3 separate regions of the Mus musculus genome follow, and regions 2 and 3 are each linked to region 1. Evidence: chromatin contacts called from public HiChIP or PLAC-seq and promoter capture Hi-C data. All regions are on one chromosome and are shown on one strand. Each heading gives the region's core, a stretch centred on a gene start, on an enhancer-like site or on the middle of the called end of the contact. The rest is flanking DNA. Distances are from core to core; before and after follow the strand shown. Region 1 overlaps Traf5 (TNF receptor-associated factor 5). Region 2 overlaps Hhat (hedgehog acyltransferase). Region 3 holds the start of Pacc1 (proton activated chloride channel 1).

Region 1 (4,265 bases), core at 660-3,159:
GCTTCTCTGTCCACCTCACCTCCAGTGTTTCAACAACTTTGGATTGATAAGTATTTAGAAAAGTTGAGAATATTTTTATACATTGGGTTACAGTTCCTAAGACAGAGGCCCAAGTAGGTTCTGAGCTCTGCTTCTTGGGGGAGATTTAGTACCTCAAAAGCAAAACTCAGAGAAGAACAAGCATAGGACCAGCAACTGAAACTGTTTCTGCCCTGCTTCCTACTAGCTAGGGAGACCTGAGTAAGACCCATCTATCTCCTAGATTGGCCAACTGCCCATCCATCCACTGATTCCCATATAGGGACAGTGTGTGCTGCACCCTGTGTCAGATCCTGAGACAGCACAGCCTGTGATAGTCCACTGTCCTCCAGGCCCTACAAGGGTAGGATTCTACAGAAAATGATAAGCTACAATAGCCCAGTGGTAAGTGCTACCAAGAGAGACTTCAATGTAGGACCACTGGAGCCTGGTTGAAACTTCACAAAAGTTGTTGAAATGTCTCTGCTGAGCTCACAAAGCAGTTAAACTGGACTGAAGGTGGCATTTTATGGATGAAAACACAAAGAAATTTCCCAGAGGGCATGGCACAAGTTTGAGATTGGTTAATAATCAACTGTACTCAGTTGTGAAATGAATGGAATGGAGCAGTCACTTGCTGCATGCCCACATCCATCCTAGACTCTTCCTTTGCTGGGGTCTGTACCAGGAGGTGGGTGAGATGAGAACAGGCCCTGGCTCCAGGAAAAGAACAATAAATGGGGGCAGAGACACAGGATGGGAAGGAAACCAAGGGTGTGTGCAGGAGGCTTTCCAGGGCTGGCTGCTTTCCAGACCATCTCAGTGGGATGGGTGAACTATGAGTCAAACCAGCTGACAACCTACATTTCTGGGACCAGAGTAAGTCACATAGTGCTGTTGGTAAAGTGTTTGCTTTGCAAGCATGAAGACATGAGTTCACTTCCCCAGAACCCACATATTAAAGCCAGGCATGGTGGTGTACACTTGTAATCCCAGCACTAGGGAGGTGGAGACAGCAGGAGCCCCGGGCCTCACTGGCCAGCCAGCCTAGACTACTTGGCAAGTTCCAGGTCAGTAAGAGACCCTGTCTCAAAACAGCAAAGTTGATATCATCTGAGGAGAGAAACCTGAGATTGTCCTCTGCTCTTTGCATGAGTGTGCACACATGCACATATACACGACTGCACCAATGAACACACATGTGCACACAAAATTATCAGAGGAACTCATGATTCCTCAGTCATATATTCTTATCTGTTTTCATCGTCCAAGGTCATGTGTCCTTTGTAATATCAAGGTCTGATTTAAAAGCTGTCCAAGGATCTCCCAGCATATGACTGTGAGATACACAGGTAGACATGCATTTTATGTGCAATTCATGTCATGAGAATTTCACTTCATAAAATAAGACATGATGCTAAGAATAGCAGGAAGTTCCAGTAAAGGTATAAATTTGATCAACTAAAACTAATTTAATCTCCTATAGTCATCTGTGACTGTTTTCTAGACCCTAGATCCCCATTAGCAACGAGTGGGTTAGATGTAATCTCACCTAGGCTCGTGGAGAAGCCGGCGCCTTCCCACCAGGTCCTCTGTAGGGCAGTGTTCTAGTCAGGGCTTCTACTGCTATGGTAAAACACTATGACCAAAAGCAACTTGTGAAGGAAAGGGTTCATTTCAGCTCATAGCCCCACATCACTGTCTGTCTCTGAGGGAGTCACTGAGCCTGGCTGAGGCTCTTCCAAAGCTTCTTTCAATGGCAGTGAAGAGCCTTCCTCTGAGATGCAGAAGCAGTTCCCGCAGGCAGGGCTCTGCTCTAACCCCATCCTCAGCTAGAACCAACACAAACTCTCTGTTCTCCACAGAGCTGAACAGGAAGGCCCTGCAAGGCAGGGGTCCCTCCCACAGCAGCCCAGATGAGATGAGACAAGGCCAGCGTTGGGGAGGAAGAATGACGAGCCAGGAGGGTGGGACTTTAGTTCCTCAGAGAAGTGTGATTTCTCTCTGGCTGGCCAGGAAGCCTCTAGTTCCTCATTTCCAACAGCTTACCAGACAGGGTTGCAGGGCAGCTCTAGAGCTACTACCCACACTTGTCCTGAGCCATGCCTGCCTTTGTCCCCTAGTTGGGAGGGATGATTCTGGGGAACACTGTCTTCTCTCAAGTCAGCCACAGCCAACCAGGGATATTTTTAAGTCTCCAGGAAGTCACAACAAAGCTTTCCCCTCAAAGGCCTGCTTGACTCCAGAGCTTTGAGCCTCAACTCTGTGTCCTCACTGTCTACAAACTTCTCCTGGGACAGCCATCTTTTATTACACCCCACCCACAGAGCCAGCAGTACCTGACTGAAAGCACTCAATTGGTGTTTGGTGAATAAGGTCAAGGAGAATAAGGGGAGGGGTAGGGGCCTCACATGACGTCGTGGTGCAAAGGGGCTGCTGGATGCAGGGCAGGACAGGTCCAGCTGAGGGGGACTTTAGAAAAACATGCATGGACCCCAGGTGCTAGAACTATGTGGTAGGAGGCAATGTCTACCTGTGGCTTGCTACCTCACACACCTAGCTTGTTTTAATCCTGACATTCCTGTGGCATACATATTACCATCATTCCCATTTTTCAAAGGAGGAAACTGAGGCTTGGAGGGATCCTACTTCAGGAAGTGGTCAATGCCCCTGAGGAATCAGCAGGAGCCACAGTCACTCCAGGCCCCTGCTTCCTCCCGGCCCACAGGGAGGCAGTGTATGTGGGTGGCACCCCATGGGTTCTGGGGTGGACCAGTCTGGATTCAAATTTTGGTTTTACACTGCATAGTCTTATGAACTCAGGCAAGTTACTTTGTCCCTAGGCCTCTCTGTTTCACACAATAATTAATAGTGACAGTGTAGCAACCTTGTAGGACTTCTGAAGAGAAAATAACACGATGTGCAAAGAGATGGCTGGCCTGCTAACTGCTTTTGTAAATACAGTTTTATCAGAGTGTAGCTGGGTTAATTTGTTTGCAGATGTTACCATGGCAGAGCTGAGCAAGCTAACTTGAGATTGCAGGGCAGCACACATCCTATAACAGTGACTATCTTCTCCCTAAGGGAAAAGCCAACTGACCCATGTATGTCTACATGAAAAGCGTTAGGAGGTGGGGAGGGGCACAGAATGCACTGCAAGGGCTCTGAAGATTATGAAGTATGTGCAACCCCACCCCCACTGGCTATCTCCCCTCATTCTCAGGATAATATGTCTACCTGACATGTCCAGCTGCCAGGTTCAGGAATCAAAAGTGAATAAGAGGGGCTGGAGAGATGATGCAATGCTTAAGAGCATTGGCTGCTCCTGCAGAGGGCTCAGGTTTGAATCCCACTACCCACATGATAGCTCACAACCATCTATAACTTCAGTTCCAAGGGATCTGACACCCTCTTCTGACCTCTATAGGAACTGTACACACACATGGTACTCAGATACACATTTGAAAAAAACACTTATAAATCAATCAATCAATCAATCAGCCAACCAATCAATCTTTAAAAAGGAAAAACCAAAACCAAAACCAAAACCAACTGACATATGAGTGAGCTTTTCATCTGGTACCTGCTGCCACCCCTAAATGAGTCCAAGGACTGCTCTCTGCATCTAGCTCCCTTCAGTTAGCTGTTTCCCTTCAACCCAGAGCTGTGGGGTGTGTGTGTGTGTGTGTGTGTGTGTGTGTGTGTGGTGGGCATGTGTGTATGCGTGTGTTGTGCATGTGTGTGTGTGCAGGTGAGTCCTGTCCTCAGGCCAACCTCAGATTAGTAGCACCCCAGCCACACAGTCCACCATTTTTCCCTCCCTAGCATCAGGTACACCTGTACCCACACGTGTGCAGGCATATACAGTGTGTGTGTGTGTGTCCATGTGTGTGTTTGTGCTTGTGTGACATGTGTGTGGTATTTATGTGTGTATGTTTGTGTGGTATATGTGTGTGTATATATATATATATATATATATATATATATATATATATATATAGTGTGTGTGTGTGCTTGTGTGGTATCGTACAATGTGTGTGCACATATGTATGTGTGGTGTGCATATGTGGACAGGTATGTGTACAGGGGTGTAGTATATGTGTGTATACAGGCATGTGTATATTTGTGTGTGGTACATGTGTGTATATACATATATGTATATGTGTGTGTGCAGGTGTGTGATATATCTGTGTGTAAAAGGGTGTGTGTGTATATGAGCAGGTATTTGTGTGTGGTAAGTGTATGCA
Region 2 (4,161 bases), core at 1,494-3,993, 670 kb after region 1:
CATACATACACATACATATATACACGCGTACACATATACATACATATACACACAAATACATACACACATAAATACATATATGCACACACATACACACATACATACATACATACATAACACATATACATATATATACACACATATACACACATATACATATACATACATACATACAAACACACACACACGCCCTGATGTTTGATGTATTTGGAAAAACTCCAATCAGCTCTCACTGAGCCAGAGGTCTACCGCAGACTGTGGCAATAAATGAAAACTTGGAAGGGAACAGAAAATATGGGCTTCTATCAAAAAAACTCAGTGGCAAGCAATGTTCAAAAACTCATAAGCAACCCTGAGATTCCACCTCACACCAGTCAGAATGGCTAAGATCAAACATTCAGGTGACAGCAGATGCTGGCGAGGATGTGGAGAAAGAGGAACACTCCTCCATTGTTGGTGGGATTGCAAGCTTGTACAACCACTCTGGAAATCAGTCTGGCGGTTCCTCAGAAAAGTGGACATAGTACTACCGGAGGATCCCACAATACCTTTCCTGGGCATGTATCCAGAAGATGCTCCAACTGGTAAGAAGGACACATGCTCCACTATGTTCATAGCAGCCTTATTTATAATAGCCAGAAGCTGGAAAGAACCTAGATGCCCCTCAACAGAGGAATGGATACAGAAAATGTGGTACATTTACACAATGGAGTACTACTCAGCTATTAAAAACAATGAATTCATGAAATTCCTAGGCAAATGGATGGACCTGGAGGGCATCATCCTGAGTGAGGTAACCCAATCACAAAAGAACTCACATGATATGTACTCACTGATAAGTGGATATTAGCCCAGAAACTTAGAATACCCAAGATACAAGATACAATTTGCAAAACACATGAAACTCAAGAAGAATGAAGACCAAAGTGTGGACACTTTGCCCCTTCTTAGAATTGGGAACAAAACACCCATGGAAGGAGTTACAGAGATAAAGTTTGGAGCTGAGATGAAAGGATGGACCATCTACAGACTGCCATACCCAGGGATCCATCCCATAATCAGCCTCCAAATGCTGACACCATTGCTTATACCTGCAAGATTTTGCTGAAAGGACCCTGATATAGCTGTCTCTTGTGAGGCTATGCCAGGGCTTAGCAAACACAGAAGTGGATGCTCACAGTCAGCTATTGGATGGATCACAGGGCCCCCAATGGAGGAGCTAGAGAAAGTACCCAAGGAGCTAAAGGGGTCTGCAACCCTATAGGTAGAACAACAATATGAACTAACCAGTACCCCCCCCCCCCCGCCCCAGAGCTCGTGTTTCTAGCTGCATATGTATCAGAAGATGGCCTAGTCGGCCATCATTGGAAAGAGAGGCCCCTTGGTCTTGCAAACTTTATCTGCCTCAGTACAGGGGAACGCCAGGGCCAAGAAGTGGGAGTGGGTGGGTAGGGGAGTGGGGGATGTATGGGAGACTTTTGGAATAGCATTGGAAATGTAAATGAAGAAAATACCTAATAAATAAAAAAAAAAAGAAAATGGCATACCTGTATCATCATATTCTGGCAAATAAATTTATTATTATTATTATTATAAAAAAAACCTCATAAGCAGACTATGCTACAGCAGAGACATACATGGTAGGATAGGTTTTCCATGACTTTTGAGACCCAGGGCTTCAACCTCTTCTTTCTTCCTCCAATTCTCTCAGAGAATGAGAATGTGGGTCACAAATAACTCAATAAAAACACATGAGATCTGTAAATAGGATGCAAAATAACCAAGGTCAGGAAGACCTCCCAAGCAGACCAAGCCTCCTGAACTCTGAACTTAAGCCAATTGCTGATAGAGCCATGTTCTGGGCAGAGGGGCATGGGGAGATGGCATCATTAGTAGAGTGCTCACTGTACCATGAAGTCTCATGTGCTCATGGAGTCTTGAGTTCAGATCCCCAGGACAAACAGGAAAAGCCTAGTACAGCAGCACACATCTATAAACCCAGTCCCGGAGAGGTGGAAACTGGAGAATCTCCAAGGCTGCAGAGCAGCTAGCTTAGACTAATCAGTGAGAGACCCTGTCTCAAAGCAATAAAGCAGGTAGGGAATGAGGAAGACACTCCACATCATTGCCTGTTTTCTCAACCACCACGTTGCTGTGATTGGTGAAAAGTTCTGTAAGGACAATAACCAACACAGAAGGCAATAACAAAGCAAGCCTGAAAGGGGCTGGGCTAAGAGATCTGGTATCCCTGGAGGAAGGCAGTGACTCAGTAGTTTTGTGAGTGACAAGGACTTGGTCAAGTGCCATCTGACACACTGGAAGCTTTGATGTAAGGACACTGGGAGACAGATTCAATCCTTGGCAACCTGCAGAGCGAGGCACTCAAGTCCTATCACCAAAGTCCCCTCAGTGGCCCCTCTCACCCTCAGCAAGCTCCCTAGGCAAGGCCACCTGTTCAAGGACAGGATCCCTTGCCTCCCCCACCCACATGGTAGAATAAGCTCTCTAAAGTCACCAACCCACTTGCAAACAAATCCTCAATTGCAACAGTTAGTACTTGCCTTTTCACCCAGCCCTTGTCCTGTGAGAGGTTGATGCATTGCATGAACCATGTAAAGGAAAAGGCCCACTTAACAACTGCTGCTGTGTCAAGCTCTCATTATTACAACCGCTGCTGTGTCATGCTCTCATAGACCCAGATTATTAATGGCTGTGCCTGCAGGGCTAACAGGGGAAAGTGAAAGCGTGGGGCAAGCGTGTTCGCTACAGCTGTATCCTACTCTGGAGACAACTGCTACATAATAACAAAGAAATGAGAGGTGGCAAGTCAGACAGAAACTCTGCACCAGGAAAGCTGTTTTTAGATCCCCGGGTGTTAGCACTCGTTTACAAAGACATTAGCAACAGTTCACTGACAGCTAAAGAAGGGGAAGTAGGTGACCTGAAACCTCAAATCTACAGAAGGCAGAAGTCCATTTATGCAAATGTCAGTAACAGGCAACTTCTGCAGAAAGGCATGCTTGCAGACTATTGGGTCAGCAGGATCCCACATGGCTACTTTCATTAGAAAGTGATTATCACAGAAAACAGAAAAGCTGCCAAACTTTGTTCTTTGAGAAAGAAAATAAATCTGCTAAATGGATAAATCTGAACAATTTCTTAAGACAGGGACATAAGGTACATGCAGTATTTGACTCTGGAGTGTGGTCGACACATCCGAAAAGCTCAGGAACCTTGAAAAATATTATCATCACACTGCCTTAAAAAGACAAAGGTAAATATGCTAATAGCCCAGAAACACTTGGGAACTTTTCGAGGAATCTTGCTTCGAAGGGAACTTGGGTAGCCACAAGCTTGCAAGAGAGTGAAAGCAAGCGACAGAGACTTCAGGCACCAGTTACATGGTTTACAAGAAAGGAAGGGGCCCATGGTATACGAAAGAGTCTCGGTGCCATGTTGGAATCTCCAAGGATAAAACCGAGGTCTGACCAGGCACACTCAGAAACTGATTGTCTTTTCAATTCAGAGAAAAGAGGTTGATAAAATACCATGGCCAGGGAAGGTACACAGCAGAAGTCACTGTGGTTGCTCCTGAAAACTTTATTCCCTTAAAATAAAAATATCATTAGCAGGTCAAAAAGAGAAAATCATCTCTCGTCTGATGAGGTACTGCAAGGGAACACAACCCAACACTCATTATTGGTAGTGTTTTTTTTTTATGTCTTTGTGCGTGTGTGCGTGTGTGTGTGTGTGTGTGTGTGTGTGTGTGTGTACACGAGAGTGTATATATTTGTATGTAGAGATCAGAGGACAACCTTGGTTGATGTCCCTCAGGGACACTGTCCACCTTATGTTTTGAAACAAGGTCTCTCACTGGACTGGAACTTGTCAAACAGGTTAGACTAGTGGACCAGCAATCCCTGGGTATCTGCCTGTCTATATCTCCACCCACCTACCCGACTCCTCCACCCTCCACCTCAGTCCCTCACACCACCCCCACCCCTAACCCCCACCTAAGATTACAAACCTTCAGCTTTTTAAAAATGAATTATTTATTTATGTATTTGTTTATTTTGCCACTGAACTCATGAGGATGGTCTGCAGTTCAAGGTCATCCTGGGCTATATAGAAGAACCCTGTCTCAAAACCACAAAAACCAGA
Region 3 (4,406 bases), core at 1,213-3,712, 750 kb before region 1:
ATAAATTTAATTTTAAAAGTTGTCCTCTGATCTCCACATACACACCACACACCATCACACACACACACACACACACATACTAGCAATGCATAAGACAAACAAGAAGGGACATGAGGAAACAGCCACCTGGCCTGAAAAACAGAAGTCACACACTTCTGAAGCATGACCCTGGGAGAAGAGTCCTTGGGGACCTCAAGGGCTGAAACCCCTATTTTATGTTCTCTCCACACTCGTTCCACAGAGCCACAGGAATGAGGGAGCTGGGTGTCTTGCTCATTTCTGGATCCGGTGTGGATGCGGCACAGTGTATGGTAGTGAGTATGGCCTCAGATCTATCTGGTTCTTCTCGGCTATTAAATCCTGTATGGCACATTCTATCAGCTACCCTTTTATCAACACAGTGGGAAATTTAATTAGTTCCTGGTATTTTTTTGGTTTGGTTTGGTTTTGGTTTTTAGTGACAGGATTTCTCTGTATAGCCCTGGCTGTCCTGGAACTCACTCTGTAGACCTCGAACTCAGAAATCTGCCTGCCTCTGCCTCCCAAGTGCTAGGATTAAAGGCGTGCGCCACCACCGCCCGGCTGTTGCTGGTATTTTTGTTTGGTAAATGTCTTTAGGGTTTGAATAACTCTGATAAAATGCTATGATCAAAGGTAACTTGGGAAAGAAAGAGTTTAAATTCACCTTACAGTTTAAAAATCTATCACCCAGGGAAGTCCGGGCAGGAGCTGATGTAGAGGCCATGGAGGAGTGCTGCTTACTGGCTTACTCCTCATGGCTTGCTCAGCCTGCTTTCTTATTGCACCCAGGACCATCAGCCCAGGCAGGGTGGCACTGCCCAAGTGAGCCGGGCCCTCCCACATCTATCACCAACCAAGAAAATGCACCACAGGCTTGCCCACCGGCCAATACAGTGGAGTCAGTTTTTTAATTGACTTTCACTCCTCCAAAGTTGTGTCCAGTTGACATAAAACCAGCTGGTACAATAACATTCATTAAATGAGATGTAAACTGGTATTCCATTAATGAACTTACCCAGAATTCGTTAGGTACCTACATGGTATTAAGCGCTACACATACTGACTGTCTATAGCTGCTTCCCAAAGTTTTGGCAACCATCAAGTGCGCATTTGTCTACATTCTGGCCCATTTAATAGATGGAAGAGCAGAGGACCAGGTGGCAGGGCAGGGAAGAGTGGTGGTAAGACACAAAGAGAGGAGCCCACTTCTCCCTGGCACACTTTGATAAAAATGTTAAACTTTTACCAGAGATCTGCTAAGTTCTTAAGTCTTCCTTCCGATGCTCATTCTGACATATAAGCAAGAGCTTTTACCAGATGAGGCAATTGGATGCCATGACCAATATTAGGCTGGAACCCCTGCTCACCCCCTGCACAAGGTAGGGAAACCACGCCTGCTCTCCTTCCCCAACCCTGCCCCCACAGAGACACCCTACCGCCACTCCTGTCTGCTTGGAGAAAACTCCTGGCTAACACATCATCACTCCTGTCTCCCTGTTTCCAGCATCCCACCAAGAGTGCCCACCCAGGGGCTTAGGTTTTGACCATGTATGGACACAAGACTAGCTCCTAGCTGGCAGGTCATCACTCCTTGCCTAAAACCTATAAAACTGCCTTGCTTTATTCTAGGAGTGGGACTTTGCTGACCCCCACCTGTGAGATTGGTGAACCCTCCTGAGAGCTGCCAGCTAATAAACCCGTCTTTATCTATTTTTAATCTGGCCTATATCTGTGTCACTGAGAGAGAGAAAATGTCTATCAACCAAGAGCAGATCCTGCTGGGCTCCACCTTCTGCCCTGGCTGTCTTACATAGACTCAGATAGCCAGCTGACTACCTCATGGCGGTACCAGCCACAGGTACTTACACACACTCTACAGGAACCTTAGTAAACTATACAACTATTGCAACCCATTGCTTGGCTCTGGAAGGTGCAACCTGAGCCAGGGTTGTTTCACACAGTCCATATCGACTGCTGGCTGTCACAAGCCTTGTTGAACTCTAGAATTTTGTTATTCCTTTCTCAGATGAAATAACTTCTCGATCATCACTCTCTCCCTATCCTTACTGACAGAAGGTATCCTCATTACCTCAGTGTACTAATCTGTAAAATAGAGAGAGAGAAAAAAAGTTTCCTTTGCAGGATTCCTTGAAGGATCAAGACGTAAGCGTACGGAGAGCTTGGTACACAAAGGGCTCTTTGGACATTTATTGTCATTATAAACCGCAAGGCCCAGTTTCCTCTCCCCTTACTGGGCGCTCCGACTGGCCTTTGTGCCATGCTGCACTCAGGCACTCCATTTTTCTGCCTGTAACAAAGAGAGGAAGTGCGAGGCTATTGCTTGCCTCTCTAGCGGGAGGTTGAGCCCAGCTGGTGCTTTCCCCACCGCTCCCGGCACCTAGAACTACAACTCCCAGCGTCGCCCGCGGCGGCAGCAAAAGATGCGCATGCGTTGAGCGCCGCCACGCCTGGTCTTGGGCGGTAGACTAGAGCGGGTCTTGCTTAGTAGAGCGGGCACATCTTGGAGCTCGCGCCTCCTGCGGCGTCGCGGTCCCTGGTGAGCCGTAGAGGGCCAGTGCCATGATCCGACAAGAACTCTCCACGTCCTACCAGGAGGTGCGGACCGGACGGGCGCGGAGGGCGGGCAGGGCGCCGCGACCCCGGTGCAGGTGGATGATTGGCACTCCGTGGCATGCGGGCTCTGCAGCAGGTGGAGCCCCTGCGTGGTCCCGGCACGCGGGGATAACAAGGGACCCTGGAGTCTGGCTGTGGGGAACGCGTGTGGCCAGCAGCTCCTCGGCAGCTCCTCGCCTTCCCCAGAACCCCAGCAGCCCTTTGTCTGTCGCCCGAACCTCCCGCTTCCCTTCGCAGAGCCGCGCTGGCTCCGGGCCCCTTCTGTTCCTCTGGTGTGGGGCTTCCCCGGCTCTGCCCTGCCTGGGTGTCTTTCCGCGACGCCGCATCCTTAGCCGTCAGCCACCACTGTCCAGGTTTGCTCGAGGCCGTGCAGCCGCCCCATGCCGTTAGACCTTGTCCAACCGGAGCAGCCCAACCTTAGCTTGTCTCCATGTCCGTCTCCACCCACGGAGGCCCTGGCCACACTGGAAACTCACACTCTCCAAACGAGTTAGCAGCGTGCTGAACTCAGCGCCCTGGGGTCACTGATGATCCCGGGTGAATACCAGGATGCAGACAGCTCTTGCTTCTGCGGAGTTTTGGGGTACTAGCTTCAGAGGACCGCAGTGTAGCAGAGCTTATAAGATAATGTATTGAAATACAGGCTGTTGTCCTGTTCGCAGAGCAAGGCCACAAGTAGATAGATTCAGGTGCTCACTGGAATCGTGCCTAATGGTAGAAGGCGTTAAAGAGGCCCCGCCTCCCTTTGCGTTCTTCAGATCTGTTTGAAGTCCCAAGAAGACTGGCTTGCATCTTTCTTGCCCGGGTTGTTTTGAGAGCGGACCTAATGAAATTAGGTATTTGCTGAGGTTCCGCTCTAGAAAGGAGCTTTCTGAGAAGTTTGGCCTGGGATAGGCAAAGGCTTGTGCTGGCTGCTGAGTATCAAGAAGGCGATTGGAGGGACGGGGATTGCCACTATACCTGGGTTCTTGGGACCACTGTCCCTCTTGAGTTTTGTTTTGTTTTGTTGTTGTTGTTTTGGTTTTTTTTTCTTTTATGTAAATCATCTAGGGTAAATGTGAAAGATCTCTGAGGGCTGGGGGTGTCTGTAGCCGAGATGGTTCAGTACTTGCTTAGTACTAGGAGGTAGAGGCTGAAGGCCCAGAAATTCGAGGTCATTCTCCACTATAGTGAGTTTGAAGCCAGCCTGGATTACATGAGACCCTGTCTCTGAGTGGAGAAAAGGTACCTTTTCATGTGATATCCCGATGAGCCTGGGCTGGACCCCTGCAAACCACGGGGTTCACCTGCCTAAAATGATGGGACACTGATCCCGGACTTTGCTTTCTCAGCAGCAAGATTTCTCCCGTCTGACAGGTCATGTGAGAAGACTGCTGAGCTAGATTGCGGTTGCCTGGTACCTGGACATCTGTCGCCCCTGCTTTGCCATTTGCACCCACATCTGTGGGCTTTAGTGTCCCACGGAGACACCAGTTTTGCTGTTGTCAGTTTTTTTTCTCTGAGTGGACTCTAAGCCACATTTCCTCTTCCTCTAGGAAGTGGTTAGGACCGTGGGCTTTGGAATGAGACCAAGGTGGCGTGATTTCTGTTTCACTAACTGACTGTGGCTCTGGGAGATGCTGAAGGGTGACTCCAGTACTTGTCCTGTTTGGACTCGGAACTAGAGTCACTTTGGGTTATTGCACAATGACAAGCGTTGGGCTCTGAATCGATCATTATGATTGTCCTTAAAGATGTACCCCAAGGGGGTG

What was found. Promoter capture Hi-C pulls out the DNA fragments that hold promoters and counts their contacts. HiChIP or PLAC-seq counts read pairs in DNA pulled down with a chosen protein or histone mark.
Region 2: a contact with region 1 is called in an H3K27ac HiChIP or PLAC-seq map of microglia, with 4 times the contacts expected there. The contact joins two enhancer-like sites. A contact is called at or near these places in 2 of 39 promoter capture datasets (the C10 cell line and pre-B cells) and 2 of 115 datasets of contacts at active chromatin or transcription factors (large pre-B cells and microglia).
Region 3: a contact with region 1 is called in a promoter capture Hi-C map of pre-B cells. The contact joins the promoter of Pacc1 here to the enhancer-like site in region 1. A contact is called at or near these places in 9 of 39 promoter capture datasets (the HPC-7 cell line, HPC-7-derived erythroid cells, embryonic stem cells and 5 more), 2 of 484 Hi-C or Micro-C datasets (CD4 T cells and pro-B cells), 4 of 115 datasets of contacts at active chromatin or transcription factors (bone marrow-derived macrophages, effector CD8 T cells, large pre-B cells and 1 more) and 1 of 9 other capture datasets (liver).

The regions. Positions count from the first base shown.
Region 1 is chr1:192,076,627-192,080,891 of GRCm38.p6, forward strand. All of the region lies in intron 1 of Traf5 (TNF receptor-associated factor 5), which reads right to left. Among named protein-coding and RNA genes, the nearest start is that of Traf5, 14 kb to the right of the region's middle. Within about 2 kb of position 1,910, at least 161 of the 459 cell types and tissues checked have an H3K27ac peak or open chromatin away from gene starts, as enhancers often do. A contact at or near this core is called in the HPC-7 cell line, bone marrow-derived macrophages, effector CD8 T cells and 6 more, where this site is marked.
Region 2 is chr1:192,750,543-192,754,703 of GRCm38.p6, forward strand. The region is part of intron 2 of Hhat (hedgehog acyltransferase); the gene reads right to left. Among named protein-coding and RNA genes, the nearest start is that of Gm22265, 7.1 kb to the left of the region's middle. Within about 2 kb of position 2,744, at least 165 of the 459 cell types and tissues checked have an H3K27ac peak or open chromatin away from gene starts, as enhancers often do. A contact at or near this core is called in microglia and pre-B cells, where this site is marked.
Region 3 is chr1:191,323,440-191,327,845 of GRCm38.p6, forward strand. Pacc1 (proton activated chloride channel 1) reads left to right here and starts at 2,463. Exons shown (of 8, transcript NM_025864.4): 1 at 2,463-2,637. The coding sequence starts at 2,602.